Linked DNA regions of Sus scrofa: region 2 is linked to region 1. The links are chromatin contacts, called in public promoter capture Hi-C maps. All regions are on one chromosome and are shown on one strand. Each heading gives the region's core, a stretch centred on a gene start, on an enhancer-like site or on the middle of the called end of the contact. The rest is flanking DNA. Distances are from core to core; before and after follow the strand shown. Region 1 holds the start of LOC100521680 (histone H3.3). Region 2 holds the start of ARMC7 (armadillo repeat containing 7).

Evidence for each region. Promoter capture Hi-C pulls out the DNA fragments that hold promoters and counts their contacts.
Region 2: a contact with region 1 is called in a promoter capture Hi-C map of fetal liver, with 2.1 times the contacts expected there. The contact joins the promoter of ARMC7 here to the promoter of LOC100521680 in region 1. A contact is called at or near these places in 1 of 5 promoter capture datasets (fetal liver) and 1 of 2 datasets of contacts at active chromatin or transcription factors (alveolar macrophages).

Annotation. Positions count from the first base shown.
Region 1 is chr12:5,629,136-5,636,769 of Sscrofa11.1, forward strand. LOC100521680 (histone H3.3) reads left to right here and starts at 3,191. Exons shown (of 4, transcript XM_003131194.4): 1 at 3,191-3,340; 2 at 3,811-3,948; 3 at 4,069-4,222; 4 at 4,310-5,842. The coding sequence starts at 3,821. The coding sequence ends at 4,438.
Region 2 is chr12:6,179,419-6,187,052 of Sscrofa11.1, forward strand. ARMC7 (armadillo repeat containing 7) reads right to left here and starts at 3,664. Exons shown (of 3, transcript NM_001243806.1): 1 at 3,267-3,664; 2 at 3,030-3,173. The coding sequence starts at 3,357. It overlaps SLC16A5 (monocarboxylate transporter 6), which reads right to left. Exons shown (of 5, transcript XM_005668613.3): 5 at 6,097-7,492. The coding sequence ends at 7,245.

The DNA.
Region 1 (7,634 bases), core at 1,941-4,440:
AACTTACCATCTTAACTTTGTTTTCCTTATTTAATCTATTTAAAGACATTGTTTTAAAGACTGATTTGTATCTTATTAAGTAACATTAACTCATGCTAATCTCGTAAAAGAAACACATTCCCAGTAACCTTAGGGGCAAAGCAGGAAGGGGTGAATGTAAAAGTGTTAATATGCAGGACTGACACATGCCTATTTTATTTAGTTCCAAGTAACCACATCAGAAGCCAAATTGTCAGCCTACAAAGCTGAGAAACGAGTATTTCTTAAACAGGCCAAATCAATTGTTTCACCACTAGGGGCGTTTGAAGATGAAAAATTCCAAAAGGAGAAACAAGTTGAGGTGTATTGCTTTAATCCTATTAAATGCAGATAATTGGCTTATCTGTTATTCCCCCCACCCCACCCCACCCCGAATACCCAAGTGTGATTTGAATGGAGAAAGATAGTTCAGACGGCTGGATTTTAAATGTGTGTGTACCATGAACTTCAGAATAAGAGTGTACGGGTAGAATTGGGAGATGATATCATCCAAGCTGCTTAATTTACAGGAGAGGAAACCGAAACTCAGAGAGATTAAGTAACTTGCACCGAGTTTCTAAGTCTGTGACAGAACAGGAACTAGGACCGTAGCCAGATGCTGCATCCCATTCTGCATTGTTTGTATCAACATTTTCAGTTGCTCCCCATTTCCTGTGCTGCTTAGAAAAAACATAACCTGTATGACTGCCAAGTAAGGAGGACAAACTATTTCCACTCATCATCCTTAAATGACGAATGTGAATTCATACCTAGTTTCTCCCGAAGCAGTTTTAGTTCCTCTCTAAAAATTAGCAAAACTGAAGGTGGGCAGGTAACTAGACCATCTCTCTTGCAGAAAGCAAGGGATGAACCGGGTTTGGGATCTCCAAGAAAAGCCTTGGAACTCAAAATGGGTGTTAATTTAGGAGCCCGTTCCTTCTCCAGACCGTCTGAGCAGTCGAAAAAGATGACAAGGTATTTTTCTGGTTACATCCCAGGACATTTGACAGCTTTTTATGCAGGATGGAACCAGTACCCTGTTTCTGGGCTAAATTTACACAGGTTCTGAGAACAGGTGAAGAGTGTCCATCTTGGTTTCTCTATGTGGTCTGGCCTGAATGAAATAGCTTAATTTTTCCCCACCCTAAACTTTGAGCAGAAGGCAGAAACTAACATTGAATTATCGCATAAAAGTTTAAATATATGGAGAATTAAGTAAATATTGTGCAGTGTTATCATTGAGAGAGCTGAAATGAGAGGAATTTGGAACCAGAGTTTGGGCAGAAGGTGTTTTTGCCCTGCCTGCTTTTTCTTTTCTTTTTCTTTCTTTTTTTTTTTTTTTTTTAAGGGCCACACCTGCAGCCTATGGAGGTTCCCAGGCTAGGGGTCCAATTGGAGCTGTAGCTGCCAGCCGCAGCCACAGGAGCTGAGCCACATCTGTGACTCACACCACAGCTCACAGCAAAGCTGGATCCTTAACCCACTGAGCAAGGCCAGGGATCAAATTCACGTCCTCATGGATACTAGTAGGTTTTGTTAACCACTGAGTCATGATGGGAACTCCTGTGCCTGCTTTTTCAAATTGTGAATTTTTTCCCCCTCACTATTGATGGTGAAAGGGAGAACTTTGGTGTCACAAGTAAATTTTTGAGGTATTTGTATTCATGTACAGTAAGTCTCTAAGTTGAAATCTGCATGTACCTGGTTTTGCTGTTTTTTTTTTTTATTTCAATAACTTAAAATATTCAGTGAGCCCAGAGTAAGAACTGCAGGGTAGAATGTCCAAAGCTCTATTTCAATTTTCCGAGCTTTATTTGGCTGGTCTTAACCTTAAGCCTTCTTTGATATTTTATAAACTGAGACGTCTGTAGGCCTAAATATTAAAATCCATCCAAGACATTTAGGCAAAGGTAGGTATTACCACTTTTATACATTTGTCATGTTTCTTCAGAAGTAATACTTTCCAGGATATATTATTAAATACAAGGGCACTTATTTAATTGCCTTTATGGACATGCAAATGTTGTTTTAGAACTGAGTATTCTCTTTCTTGCTGTGGTCATTTTGTTCAGGTGAATTACATAATTTTAAAAATATGTTGCTTAGTAGGTTACTTCTTGTATATTGAAGTCACAAGGTTACTTCTTGTATATTGAAATCACAACGTATTTTGTGATGGTCTAAGAACTTATAAAAATCACTTGGCATTTGTTTCTTTTTTTTTTTTTTTTTTTTTTTTTTTTTTTTTTTGGTCTTTTTTGTCTTTTGTTGTTGTTGTTGTTGTTGCTGTTTCTTAGGCCGCTCCCGCGGCATATGGAGGTTCCCAGGCTAGGGGTTGAATCGGAGCTGAAGCCACCGGCCTACGCCAGAGCCACAGCAACGCGGGATCCGAGCCGCGTCTGCAACCTACACCACAGCTCACGGCAACGCCGGATCGTTAACCCACTGAGCAAGGACAGGGACCGAACCCGCAACCTCATGGTTCCTAGTCGGATTCGTTAACCACTGCGCCACGACGGGAACTCCTGGCATTTGTTTCTTTGTATCTATTATTTACTCATCCCCACCCCATCGAACGAAAGAACTGCTTTTTAGTTAAAATGTATATACCTGATACATAAAATACTTGTAAGATAACATAATTTACTGATTTCTAATTCTTATTTAAACTACGTACCTAACTATCACAATGTTAGTGAAAAGTAAATAATCACAGGGAACACATTTTAGTTTACATTGGAAGGTAGTTTACAAATTTTTCGTTAAAGTAACGTCTCCTCCTGCATTGTATTAGCTTGATGCAAATAAGCTATCCCATCCCGACTCTTAAGTCCTGATAGAGACCAGTACAATTCATTTGCATTGACTTTCTATTGTAGAGCTTTGGAACCAAGGGAAGGATCCAAACATAGCTCCATTTTATCCAATCAGAAGAGCCGCTTAGTGCCAACCTCTGATTCGTCCATTCCTCTTTGCATTCACCCAATCGTTAGGCCACTTTAACAGCCAATCAGTGGCCTAGACATCCGCCAATCAGGAAACGGGGCCGAAGCACGGCCTTTGTGTCGGGGGATGTCAGCGCGTCGGCGAAAGTGTCAGCCAATAGGAAAAGTCGTTGGTGTATGCAAATTAGGGTCCTATGACGCAGAGACGCAGCGTGAAGCGTGGGTATAAAAGCGGAGGCTTAGGGGGGGCCTGGAGCGCAGAGCGGTTTGGTCGTTCGTTGGAGTTGCTTCTTGCTTTGGTTCGGCGACTGCGGCTCTTCATTGGGCGGCGGGAGCGGCACGGCGGTGGGGGAAGCGGCCTCAGACTTCGCTGTTGGGTAAGTCTCGGCTTTGCCTGCGGCTTGAGGCCCTGCCGGCCGTTGATGCCGCGGGCCACGACCGTTGGGAGCTGAGTGCCGGCTGGTGCGGGCTGCTCTGACTGCTGCTGGCGACTCTGGGGTCGGGTGGTTTTCCCTTGGGGCTTCGCTCCGGAACCGCGTCTCCGCCTCTTTCCCGCTGGTGATTCAGAGGTCCCGACTCCGGGTTCCCGGCAGCTGGGCCTCCGCCCGTCGAGGAGGGGAAGTGACTCCTCCCCGCGCCCCCCCTCCCAGGGGAGGCTGCTGCTACTCGCCGCCTGAGTCATTAGGGGAGGGGGGGTGGAGGCGGCGGCCCTCGGCCATCTGCCGCCCGCCGTGGGGCGCAGGGAGGCGGGAGGGCAGGCGCGCCGGGCGTCCCGCCCTCTGCACGCTCGCCGTCTCACCCCGGGAGGCGAGCGTCGCGGCCCCCGAGTCACGGGTGTCTCCTGCAGGTAAAAGAAAATGGCCCGAACCAAGCAGACTGCTCGTAAGTCCACGGGTGGGAAAGCGCCCCGCAAACAGCTGGCCACTAAAGCTGCCAGGAAAAGCGCTCCCTCTACCGGCGGGGTGAAAAAACCTCATCGCTACAGGTAGGCAGCGCGGCAGGGAGACAATGACTCGGCGGGCGCGCCGCGAGTTGGACCCTCTGGCTGCTTGCTCGGTCCTGTCACTTAACTGGTGTCCCTTTACGCCCTTCCTGCTCGCTCCAGGCCCGGGACCGTCGCGCTTCGAGAAATCCGTCGTTACCAAAAGTCCACGGAGCTTCTGATCCGGAAGCTGCCCTTCCAGAGGTTGGTGAGGGAGATCGCCCAGGATTTCAAAACTGACTTGAGGTTCCAGAGCGCCGCCATTGGTGCGCTTCAGGTGAGACGGCGGTGGCAGGGGCGGAGGGCTGGCTTGTGTGCGGTGGTCCTTGGAGGGAGTTTAATGTGTGGCTCTTGTCCTCAACAGGAGGCTAGTGAAGCGTACCTGGTGGGTTTATTTGAAGATACCAATCTGTGTGCCATCCACGCTAAGAGAGTCACCATCATGCCCAAAGACATCCAGTTGGCTCGCCGGATACGGGGAGAGAGAGCTTAAGTGAAGGCAGTTTTTATGGTGTTTTGTAGTAAATTCTGTAAAATACTTTGGTTTAATTTGTGACTTTTTTTGTAAGAAATTGTTTATAATATGTTGCATTTGTACTTAAGTCATTCCATCTTTCACTCAGGATGAATGCGAAAAGTGACTGTTCACAGACCTCAGTGATGTGAGCACTGTTGCTCAGGAGTGACAAGTTGCTAATATGCAGAAGGGATGGGTGATATTTCTTGCTTCTCATGATGCATGTTTCTGTATGTTAATGACTTGTTGGGTAGCTATTAAGGTACTAGAATTGATAAATGTGTACAGGGTCCTTTTGCAATAAAACTGGTTATGACTTGATCCAAGTGTTTAACAATTGGGGCTGTTAAGTCTGACCATACATCACTGTGATAGAATGTGGGCTTTTTCAAGGGTGAAGATACAAGTCTTAACCACAGTGTAACTTACAGTTTCCTTAAAAAAAAAGAAAAAGAAAAAAAAGAAGTAAACCTGGCAGCTATAGAATACACTATGTGCATTTATAATAGCTATTTTATATATTGTAGTGTCAACATTTTTAAATTAAATGTTTTACATTCACCTTTGGTGGGGAGTCTTGTCATTAAGATTGTGTGTAATTTAGAGTCCGGTTGGTTTTCTCCTAACTAGACTGCACTTGTTTTCATACCTAGTAAAAATGCTTTGCGCATTATACCTTGCATAAGTCCTCATTCTACCACATGTTAACTACCCTCTAGCTGATAATGCAAACACTAACGGGGGATTTTATTTATAAGGGCTCTAGAATATAATACACGTTATTCACACCAGCATTGTCTGTTACTAATATAGTAGTTAGTACAGCTTTTCTTTGTGTTGTGGTTGGTCTCATAACTAGATTGAGTTTTTCTCTATCAAGAGGGAACAAAACTGAGCTTTTCCATCGAGTTTGTATTATGATAAACCTTTGGGGTAAAGTTGCTGTGGGGAAGGGACACAGCGCCAGCTTATGGAACCTCTGCCAGTTAAAATGGTGTCATCTGGTATAAGGTCCTGGGAAAATCACTTCATAGAGATGGCTTTCCAAGTGGTTTTAAAATTTATCCTTCTATTGAAGTTTTTAGGTCAATTATGTATGTTGACTAAATTTACAAATAAACTTGTTTATCCAACTAAGTGTCAAAAACCTAAATTGTGCAAAATTTTAATACATCTGTTATCTAGGTGCTTTAGTTTATTTCAGGTGTTGCTTGGTAGACAGAACTTTTTATTTTACAGAGGTAATTCTTCAAAGCGTGTAAATAGCCTTGTGCTCTATAAAAATGCCATGACTGCGTATTTGCAGTGTAGGCTTTGCAGTGTATTGTTAATATGCTCCTTCCACTTCCCCATATTGTCAATAAAAATACTTTTATCCAAGGTTTCTTTGAAATTCTAGAACTCAGATTTGGGATCTGCTCCTGAAGCACATTCATAGATGTCTATACAGCAAGTTCTGCAGGTATAGAACTTGGGGTGAAACTAGTGTTCCTGACCAACATTGGCTGCCAGGGGAGCAGAATATATGATGTTAGGGAGACATGGGCACGAGAACCACACCAAGTCATCAGACCAGAAGCACGCTTAATTTAAAGGCAGTAGCTGTAAAGAGACGTGTAAGCCCTGAGAAAATAGTTCTGTGGTTTAAGTTGGGCTGAGTTTCAGATTTAAGTGTTAACTGAGAGAGGCAAGCTGGTATAGGTTTCGGAGTCTTGGTAACTTTTATGAGGTGTCTGAAGTGGGATCTGCTACAGTGTAATGAACTGGTTGCTTCATAGCCACTTCTGATCATGAATGTGTTGTGCTTGGGAGAACAGAGATTCCAGACACTGGAATGTCTTGTGTGTTGCAGCTTCTATAGCATAACAGCCATGGTGAGAAGTCTCTTTGAGTTACCACGCAAGTGCATGACTCTTGAACTTCCTCCCGCAAGTCTGCATCCAGATGTAGTATTTTACGGGGCAGCTTGGAATCTGCTGCTTAAGTAGTGCAGCTTGCGCTTCGACACTTCGAGCGTGCTCTTAATTTTTAACGCAAAAGGGAAAAATATTTTTTGGTTCCAGGGAACCGTGTTATATCTGGATTTAGGTGGTGGAACAGTCTGAGGAGAAGCAAGCAAAATGTGAGGCACCCTGTGCCCTTGATGGATGAGACAAAAATAAAGTTTTTGAAGTTGAGACTTTCTCATCTTGTTAATGGTCTTCATTTGAATGATGATAGGTTTCCTTCACAAAATGCTCTGTGGAGAAATGTCTAGAAAGCCTTGCCTCTGACTCAGCTGGTTATTTGGGAGTGTGCACTCCTCAGCTTAACCCGTAGTGGCCTGTGGGGGCTCCCCCTGCCTGACTCCTTGCAAGTACTGCTACTTTCCCAGTGTTGGGCCTGGGGTCTGGGCCCTAGTTGGGAAGTTTTTTGCTTTTTAGAGCAGCACGTGCAGCATGTGGAAGTTCCCAGGCTAGGGAGTGAATCGGAGCTGTGGCTGCCAGCCTACAGCACAGCCGCAGCAATGCAGGATCCGAGCCTCGGCCGTGACCTACACCATGGCTCATGGCAATGTTGGGTGCTCAACTCACTGAGTGAGGCCAGGGATCGAACCTGCCAGCCTATGTTGGGGAGCAACAGCAGATGTCAGGGATCAGTGCCTCAGGCCTGGGGCCAACCTATCCCCCCACTACAGGGAAGGATGTGTGGGAGTTGCCACGGACTTCTGTGGCTCATCTCACTGCAGGTCCACTAGGCACTAGACCTAATGAGCCCCCATCCTGGGGCATGCCCGTCAGTCGGGATGGAAGCCCTCAGCGGTCACCTCTTCGTGGCAGTGAGCCCAACTCCGCTCACCCCACTTCGGGCACTGATAGTAGAGCACGGCTGAGCTGGATGCACCTTGCCTGAGCTCCGCAGCCTGTTGCTCCCCCCACCCCCGTGGTGGTCCCACCTGCCTCTGAACGCATGGCATCCAGCGGAGCCTGGCTTCTGGCCGGCAACTCCAGCACAAACAGCCAACCTTCCACCTCCCTTCCTGAGAGCAAGGCTGGAGAAAAGAAGGAAGAAAAGGAGAGAGCAGCCCCTTGCGTAGGTTGCTAACCCAGATCCTGCAGCATCCTTGGGGAAGCCTGAGGCCCTTGGGCCCGCTGGCTGGCCGTGTGGCTCCCTGATCAGCAGGGCTGGGGAA
Region 2 (7,634 bases), core at 2,414-4,913, 550 kb after region 1:
TGGTGTGCACACCAAGTCCAATGACTGGCCCCTGGGCAAGTGTTTGTGGGGCTGTGAACATAGCTGGGATGTCCACGCATGTGTGCGAGGCCTGTTCCAAGAGGAGGAGTCCCAGATACCATAGGTTATAGGCAGAACTGGATGGTCTTTCAAGGTAAGAGTGGAGTTCCCGTCGTGGCTCAGCAGTGAATGAATCTGACTAGCATCCATGAGGATGACAGGTTCGATCCCTGGTCTTGCTCAGTGGGTTAAGGATTCGGTGTTTTGTTTTGTGTCTTTTTGCCATTTCTTGAGCCACTCCCGAGGCATATGGAGGTTCCCGGGCTAGGGGTCGAATTGGAGCTGTAGCTGCCAGCCTACGCCAGAGCCACAGCAATGCAGGATCTGAACCTCAACTGCGACCTACACCACAGCTCACGGCAACGCTGGAACCTTGACCCACTGAGCAAGGGCAGGGATCGAACCCGAAACCTCATGGTTCCTAGTCGGATTCGTTAACCACTGCGCCACAACAGGAACTCCTCGTTACTTGATTTACTTGATTCCATCGAGGCTTTCATTCTAATTTCTAGGTCACGGGAAATAAAGGGGATACAGGAATGAATGAACTAACACCATAAAGAAGCAACCAGAGAATTCCAAGGCTGTGACATTCTGCAGGGTTGGTCTGGATCCTTCCACAATTATTGGTGGAGGAAGAAACGTCAATTAGTGATGAAAAGAGACAGACGCTTAGGTATGTCGTTACCCCCTCCCAAAGAGCACAATACGGAAAGGCTGGGGGTGGGGGATAAAGAGCAGCGTTACAGTGGAGAAACCTGGCACAGCCTCCTTCAGCCAGGTGATCCGAGTTGCTATCGACAGGGATGTCGATAATACAACAAGCAGTGTCGGAGTTCCCATCACGGCTCGGCAGTTAACGAGCCCGACTAGTGTCCATGAGGATGCAGGTTCAATCCCTGACCTCGTTCAGTGGGTTAAGGATCCAGCACTGCCGTGAGCTGTGGTGTAGGCCGCAGATGCAGCTGGATCTGGCGTGGCTGTGGTGTAGGCCGGCAGCTGTAGCTCTGATTTGATTCCTAGCCTGAGAACTTCTATATGTCTCAGGTGCAGCCCTCAAAAGACAAAAAAAAAAAAAAAAAAAAAAAAAACAATTAAGTCATGTTGACAGCATACACCCTTGATATAAATGAAAAGGACCCTTTACCTCTGTGGTCGTTCTCCCCCCCCAAACCCACATCCCCGTCTAATCGTGAGAAAAACACCAGAAATCCCACTTGGGGGAAAAGCTACAAGATACCTGACCAGTGTTCCTGAAAACTGCCAAGGTCCTCTGAAATGGGGCAAAGTCTCAGAGAGTGGCTCAGCCCAGAGGAGCCGAAGGAGACATGACAACGACACGTACTATAGTGTCCTGGGCGGAATCTTGGATCAGTAAAAGGATATCAGGGAAAAAGTAAGGAAACGTGAATAACTTATGGCCTTGAGTAAATAATAATGGTTTATTAACTGTAACAAACCTATCTTAAACGAATGGAAGACGTGAACGATAAGGTAACCAACTGCGGGTGGCACACGTGCAAACTCTGCCCTATCTTTGCACTTCTTCTAAAATACAAAGTTTGCTTAAGGAGAGACAGAGAGAGGAGTTCTGGCTGTGGTGCAGAAGGATCAGTGGCATCTCTGGAGGACTAAAACGTGGGTTCAATCCCCAGCCTGGCACAATGAGATAAGGATTGGGTGCTACCACAGCTGCGGTGTACGTTGAAACTGTGGCTCAGATCCGATCCCTGGCCAGCGAACCCCATATGCCAAGAGGCGGCCAAAAAGAAAGAAAGAAAGAAAAAAAAAAAAGAGAGAGAGGTTGAGAGCTAAGGATCATAACAACCACGTTAAGTGCGTGGATCCTGGCGTGCATTCTGGTTTAAACAAAGCAAAAAAAATTGCATCCTTCCGGTAACTATAAAGAAATTTGCATGACTGGGTATTTGGTGATAATCTACGTTGATAAGATTCCTCTCACTATACAGAAAAATGTTTCTTCAAAGATACACGTGGGAGTTCCCTTCATGGCTCAGCGGTTAGCGAACCTGACTAGCAACCATGAGGACGCGGTTCAATCCCTGACCTCAATCAGTGGGTTGAGGATCCCACGTTGCAGGGAGCTGTGGTGTGGGTCACAGATATGGCTCGGATCCTGTGATGCTGGATGCTGTGGCCGGGAGCTATAGCTCTGATTCGACCCCTAGCCTGGAACCACCATATGCCCTAAAAAGACAACAACAACGAAACAAAGATACATGCTGAACAACGAACGTCTGTCCTCAGAATCAACAAACTCTTTCCTACCACCTAGCTCTGAGTCAGGAGCTGCCTCGAGCTCTTGGACCTCATTTGGTACCTCTCTCAGCTTCATTCACCACAGTCCCACCACATCAGCCTTTCCTTCTGCCTCCTCCCGCTTAAGGGTCTGGGCCCATGCTGTGCCTCTGCCGAGACCGCCTTCCCACGATGGCCAAAACAAAAGGAGTGTCTACCTCCCCTTGCTCCACCTCATCAGCCTGTTTATTTTCTTCAGAGCCTCAGCTTTTGTTCAAACACCTGTCTCCCTCTACCAGAGTGTAAATTCCTCGAGGGCAAAGACCTTTTCCCCAACCTGCTTGCCATCTTCCCAGCATTTAGAACAATACCTTAATCACACAGTACATGCCCCATAATACCTGTCCAGCGAATAGTTCGATAGGTCCTAGGCATAAGCCATTCCAAGTCACCTCTACTTCTCTGGATATTAAAACATGAAGATAAAGCTGTTTAAAAAGAGCACTCCACTCCCCCCTCCCGACCGCACCGGCCTTCAATCCATTTCCTCATTTATGCACACACCTGTAAGCAAGCAGCGCAGACAGGCACGCAGAATGAGTGCTTCGCAGCTGAGGGACTGCTTAAGATTCCTTTCTCCCAAACTCACTTCTAACTCACTGACCTCATTAAAGCCCATCAGGCATCTAGGAGTTGCACCCCATCCTTACCAATAGCAAACTCCACCAGGGTTTCATTCTCTTCCGACAGTGAATCGAGGAATAAATCCAGGACCTGCAGCTGCCGCAGATACTGGTAATTACTGGGGTCATAGGCGAAGTTAGCGAGGTTGGCCAGTACTTGCTCCTTGGCGTCTGCAGTGGAAAAGCAGCATTGGAACCAGGTCTGGGGCGGCGGCGGTGGCCGGACCCCTGCCCCCGCCCTGCTCCCCCCGCCGCCGCTCTCACCTTGGCTCTCTGTCTCCTGGAATTCCGTGACCAGCGCCTGAAGATATCCTAGCCGGCCGACGTGAGGGTCTACCTTCGGCTTCTGGGCCATGGTCGGGCGGCGGAGGGCCCCCGAGGGAACGGCAGGTGTGTGGAAGGTGAGGCCGGAAAGCGGGGCGAGAATCTTACCCGGGTCTCCACCGGCCCGGGGAGGGGAGGACTGGGGCGGGAAACGGGCTCCTCTCCTGGCTTTAGGCTCTGCGGTAATTTGCAGCTGAAACTGGGGTGTGGGAAATGGGATGGGGATTCAGGACTCCGTAAGAGTTAGGAGTGGAAAATCTAAGGACGGGCGCAGGAGACAAGCACACAACCGCCCGCTGTGGAAGAGAGGAGCAGGAGCAGCGCCCGGCAGAGCTCGGTTTTCTTCCAGGTTCCGGATTTCCGGGAGAAGCCGCGCCTAGTCCCGCCCCTGGGCGGAAGGGGCGGGTCGAAGGGGGCGAGGGGCGGGGCCCTCGCAGAGCTTAGAGGGCTTGCGCGGAACGCTTGCTGCTTCTCAGCTCCAGATGAGGGCGATCCGCCTGGCTGGCGATCCGCCTGGCCGGCGATCCTGGAAGGTTGTGGAAGCACTGAGGAGCGCGGCCAGAGCCTTTAAGAGCTTAGAGGTGGCGGGGGTGTAGGGACACCCACGGGAGAACTGTCGAGGCAGAAGCACTTCCAGATACTTCTGCACTTGAGGGGGGCGCAGCCCAGCCTTCTGGAGCAAGGGACGCTCCTCTGGAACTCGGGTGTCTGTCCTCTGCAACTCTGGCTCCCAGTGTCCTCCATGTAGGTCCTTTAACACTACCTTGTGGCCGGCTTTTCCTGGCACCCTCTGCTTCCCAAACTCGTGCTAAGTCTGCCACCTCTGGCCAGAAACCTCAGGAACTGGGTAATGTCCTAAGGCATTTTGTCAGCCAAGTGGACGGGGAGCACCAGGGGCAGCACCATCAGGCCCTAGAAGGAGCCTCAGTGCACCGCTCTGGCGGCTTTCTGGGTTGTGGAGCCAGACAGACCTCACAGGCGCAGAGGACAGAGCACCAGGGAGGAAGGTGGCTTCTCGCACTCTAGTCATGCTTGAAAATGGGTGGATAAAAGAGGCTTGGGCTGTGCGCTATTTTGTTTTGCTTTTAAGAAAAAATTTCTTTTTGCGTTTATTTGCTTTTTTTTAATTTTAGGGCCGCACCCGAGGCATATGGAGTTTCCCAGGCTAGGGGTCCAATCAGGGCTACAGCTGCCAGCCTACACCACAGCCCCAGCAAAGCAGGATCTGAGCTGCATCTGCAACCTACACCACAGCTCTCTGCAACGCCAGATCCTTAACCCACTGAGCAAGGGCAGGGATGGAACCTGAAACCTCATAGTTCCTAGTTGGATTCATTTCTGCTGCGCCATGAGGGGAACTCCCAAGCTGGCTTTTTTTTTTTTTTTTTTGGATGGAACCTGCACCACAGCAGCAACCCAAGCCATGACAACACTGGGTCATTAACTAGCTGAGCCACTAGGGAACTCTTCTGTGAGCTTCCTGAGGGCAAGGGCCATGGGCCTTTGGCCCTGGGCCTGGCATGAGGGCAGAGTGGCTGCCATACTCCAGCCTGCCACAGCCCCACTGGGAGCCCCTCTGTGGTCTCAGGTCCTTGTGATAAGCCCCTGCCCTATGCACACACCCCAGGCCAAGAGTTTTGACCGTAGTCTGGATGCTTGGGCCCCCGCTCCTTCTTGAAGGGTGGTGGTCCCAGGCCCCTCAGCTTGTGAAGGGAGCTGATGCGGCCCAGAGAAGTGCATGTTAGCCCAGGGCGGCCAAGGGGGCTTCTCTGCTTCTGGCTGGACAGAGGAGTAAAGGCCTGGGAACAGTGGGCTTCACCCTATGCAGGTTAGGAACGGCTCTGCCCACTCTCTAAAAGAATCCCAGATCAGCTAAGAGTGAATTCTGGAATCAGATAGAAACTTCCACCATCACTTGTCCCCTCCTAAGGCTTCAGGGGCCCTCATCTTTGGGGAAGAATTCTTAGTCCTTGGTTTTGTGCTGAGGGCAGCGATCTGGTCTTACTCCTCTCAGCCCAGTTCCTGACACACAGTAGATGCTCAATAATATTTGTGGGAGGAATTCTGCCCAGAGATTATTGCCACTCTTGCCCAGCGGGCAGAGAAGGTGGAAGTTTCCTATGCTAAATATTTACTGATCTCTTTTTTCTTTGAAACAAGTTTTCAAGAAATGGGCCTAACGGGACGCAAGTTTCAAAGCCTTGCAGCTACTAGCACCGGAAGCATTCATCTACCAGTCCCAGCGCGCTCTCTTTCCATTGAGATGGAGAGGAGACAGGACCTGGTGAAATGTGTCCAGCGGTGCATTCTCCCTTCAGTGCTCAAGCTGTGGACAGTGACCATGTACAGGACAGGGATGGGAACAGGGACACCATGGGTCTTCAGGGTCAGACCTTTCAAACTGGAAGAGACTTTAGCTTTTCAAGGCCCAGGGATGGTGAACAATTTGCCCAAAGTCACACAGCAAATTGTGGCAGAGTCAAACTTGAATTCCACGCTCTATCCCAGCCCAGAGCCCTTTGCTTCATTTCTATACTACTGCCTTTGGCCAGAAGGGGGCACTCATGGGTCCTGGAGAAGGATGTTCCCAAGGACATTTACTTGTGCCAGCTGGAGCGCGCAGGAGGAAGGCAGGAGTTGGGTCACAGAAGAAAATCGATTCTCCTGATAAGGTTTTCTTGTTGGAGCCTGGGTGCACTTGAATCAACAAACAAGGTCCTGGGTGAGAGTAGCCCTGAAGGGGGACGAGGAAAAACTGACTCCAGGCCTATTTTCCAACTTCAGGGGTCACAGGGTTTATTACCTGCTGCGGAAAATGTTTTCGTGTGCAATGCAAACAAACCTTGTTTTTCATTCCCTCAGTTGGTCAGTATTCTGTTGGGACAAGTCTGGGCTGATGGCAGCCAGCCCTCAGGTGATGACCTCGGGGAAGGCACCAGCCCAGAAAGCATATGGGAGAAGCTGTGACCTCCAGGCCAGCAGCACAAGCCAATGGGGAGCAGGGGTGGCTTGGCAGTAGGCCCAGCCGGCTACTTACCCCTGGGTTGACATCTCTGACACAGCAGGGGGAACAGGATGACAGGAGGGGCTGAGAAAGGGATTCTGCTGCTAAAGCAGCTCCATTTTCAGAGGTCCTGGGGCCCTGCCCTGATTTCTGCCATACCCAAACTCCTCTTCCCAGCCAAGATACAGGTTGGGGCCAAGGAAGGAGGAGACCCTAGGGCAGACGCCACTCATTCTGGGACCCCAGCCAGGGGTCCCTGCACAGATGCCAGGACAGGTACTCCAGCAACATTTAATCTGTCCAAATCCTGCATCCAGGTTGGCCCTTCAGCCTGGCCCCCAGCACCGTGACTCAATTGCTCACAGGTCCTTCTTCCTAAGGTTCCAGCCAGCACGAGGCTGAGGCCTAGCAATCTGTGCTGGGGGCAGCTGTCAGGCAGAGGTGGGGCCAGCTGGGAAGGGGTGGGGGACTCGGGGGAAGGGTAGGCTCTTTGGCATTGTCTGGAGGGTGAAGGACAAAGAGATCACATCGGAGGCATCCAGGCTGGACTTGAAGGTCCAGTGTGTTGAGCTGTAGCAGCAGCGGTAGGCAGCCAGCTGAGCCGGGCCGGCTGTGACAGACCCGAGCCAGGCTCAGACCCACTGTCCCAGGCCCCAGGTACTCTGGTGCCCAAGGAAAAAGCCAGGAGGACCCGCTCCTGGAGTATGGAAGGTTTTTTTGGAGGTCAGCCTCTGGGGGCCCAGCTCCTGGCTGAGTCCAGACGTGCAGAGCCCGGGTGGCCTTTGGTTCAGGCTTCCTGGGCAGCCCTTCACCCCAGCCCCTGGCCAAGCAGCCAGACACCCCATTCCCGGGCTGAGGCAGGACCCCCTGACTTCGGAGCAGATTCTGGTCACACGTGTGAGTGACCCCGGGGCTCAGACGCTGGTCACATACATGATCTCCAGGCGTGGCTGCTTCTTGGGACCGTCTGTGTCCCCCCCAGCGAGGCCCTGCTCTTTAGTGGCCTCCGGGAGGGCCTCTTCGGTCTCAGCCCTCTGGCGGTGCCTCTCCTTCTTCCCCAGAGCCCAGAAGCTGCCACCCATGAAGAGGGCGGCAGAGATGAGGAAGAAACTCGACATGTAGAAAACGTAGCTGAAGTTGGTGGTGGTGTCCAGGAGGAGTCCTGGGGGACAGAGAGAAAGTTAGGCCACTGCCTGGGGCTACAAGGCCTCCCCTGATCCCCACTGATCTGTGAGCCCTGTGACCTCAGGGGGTTTGTGTCTTGGCTGCACCCCTGGTACCAGGACCTGTGGCTGGCATCCGGT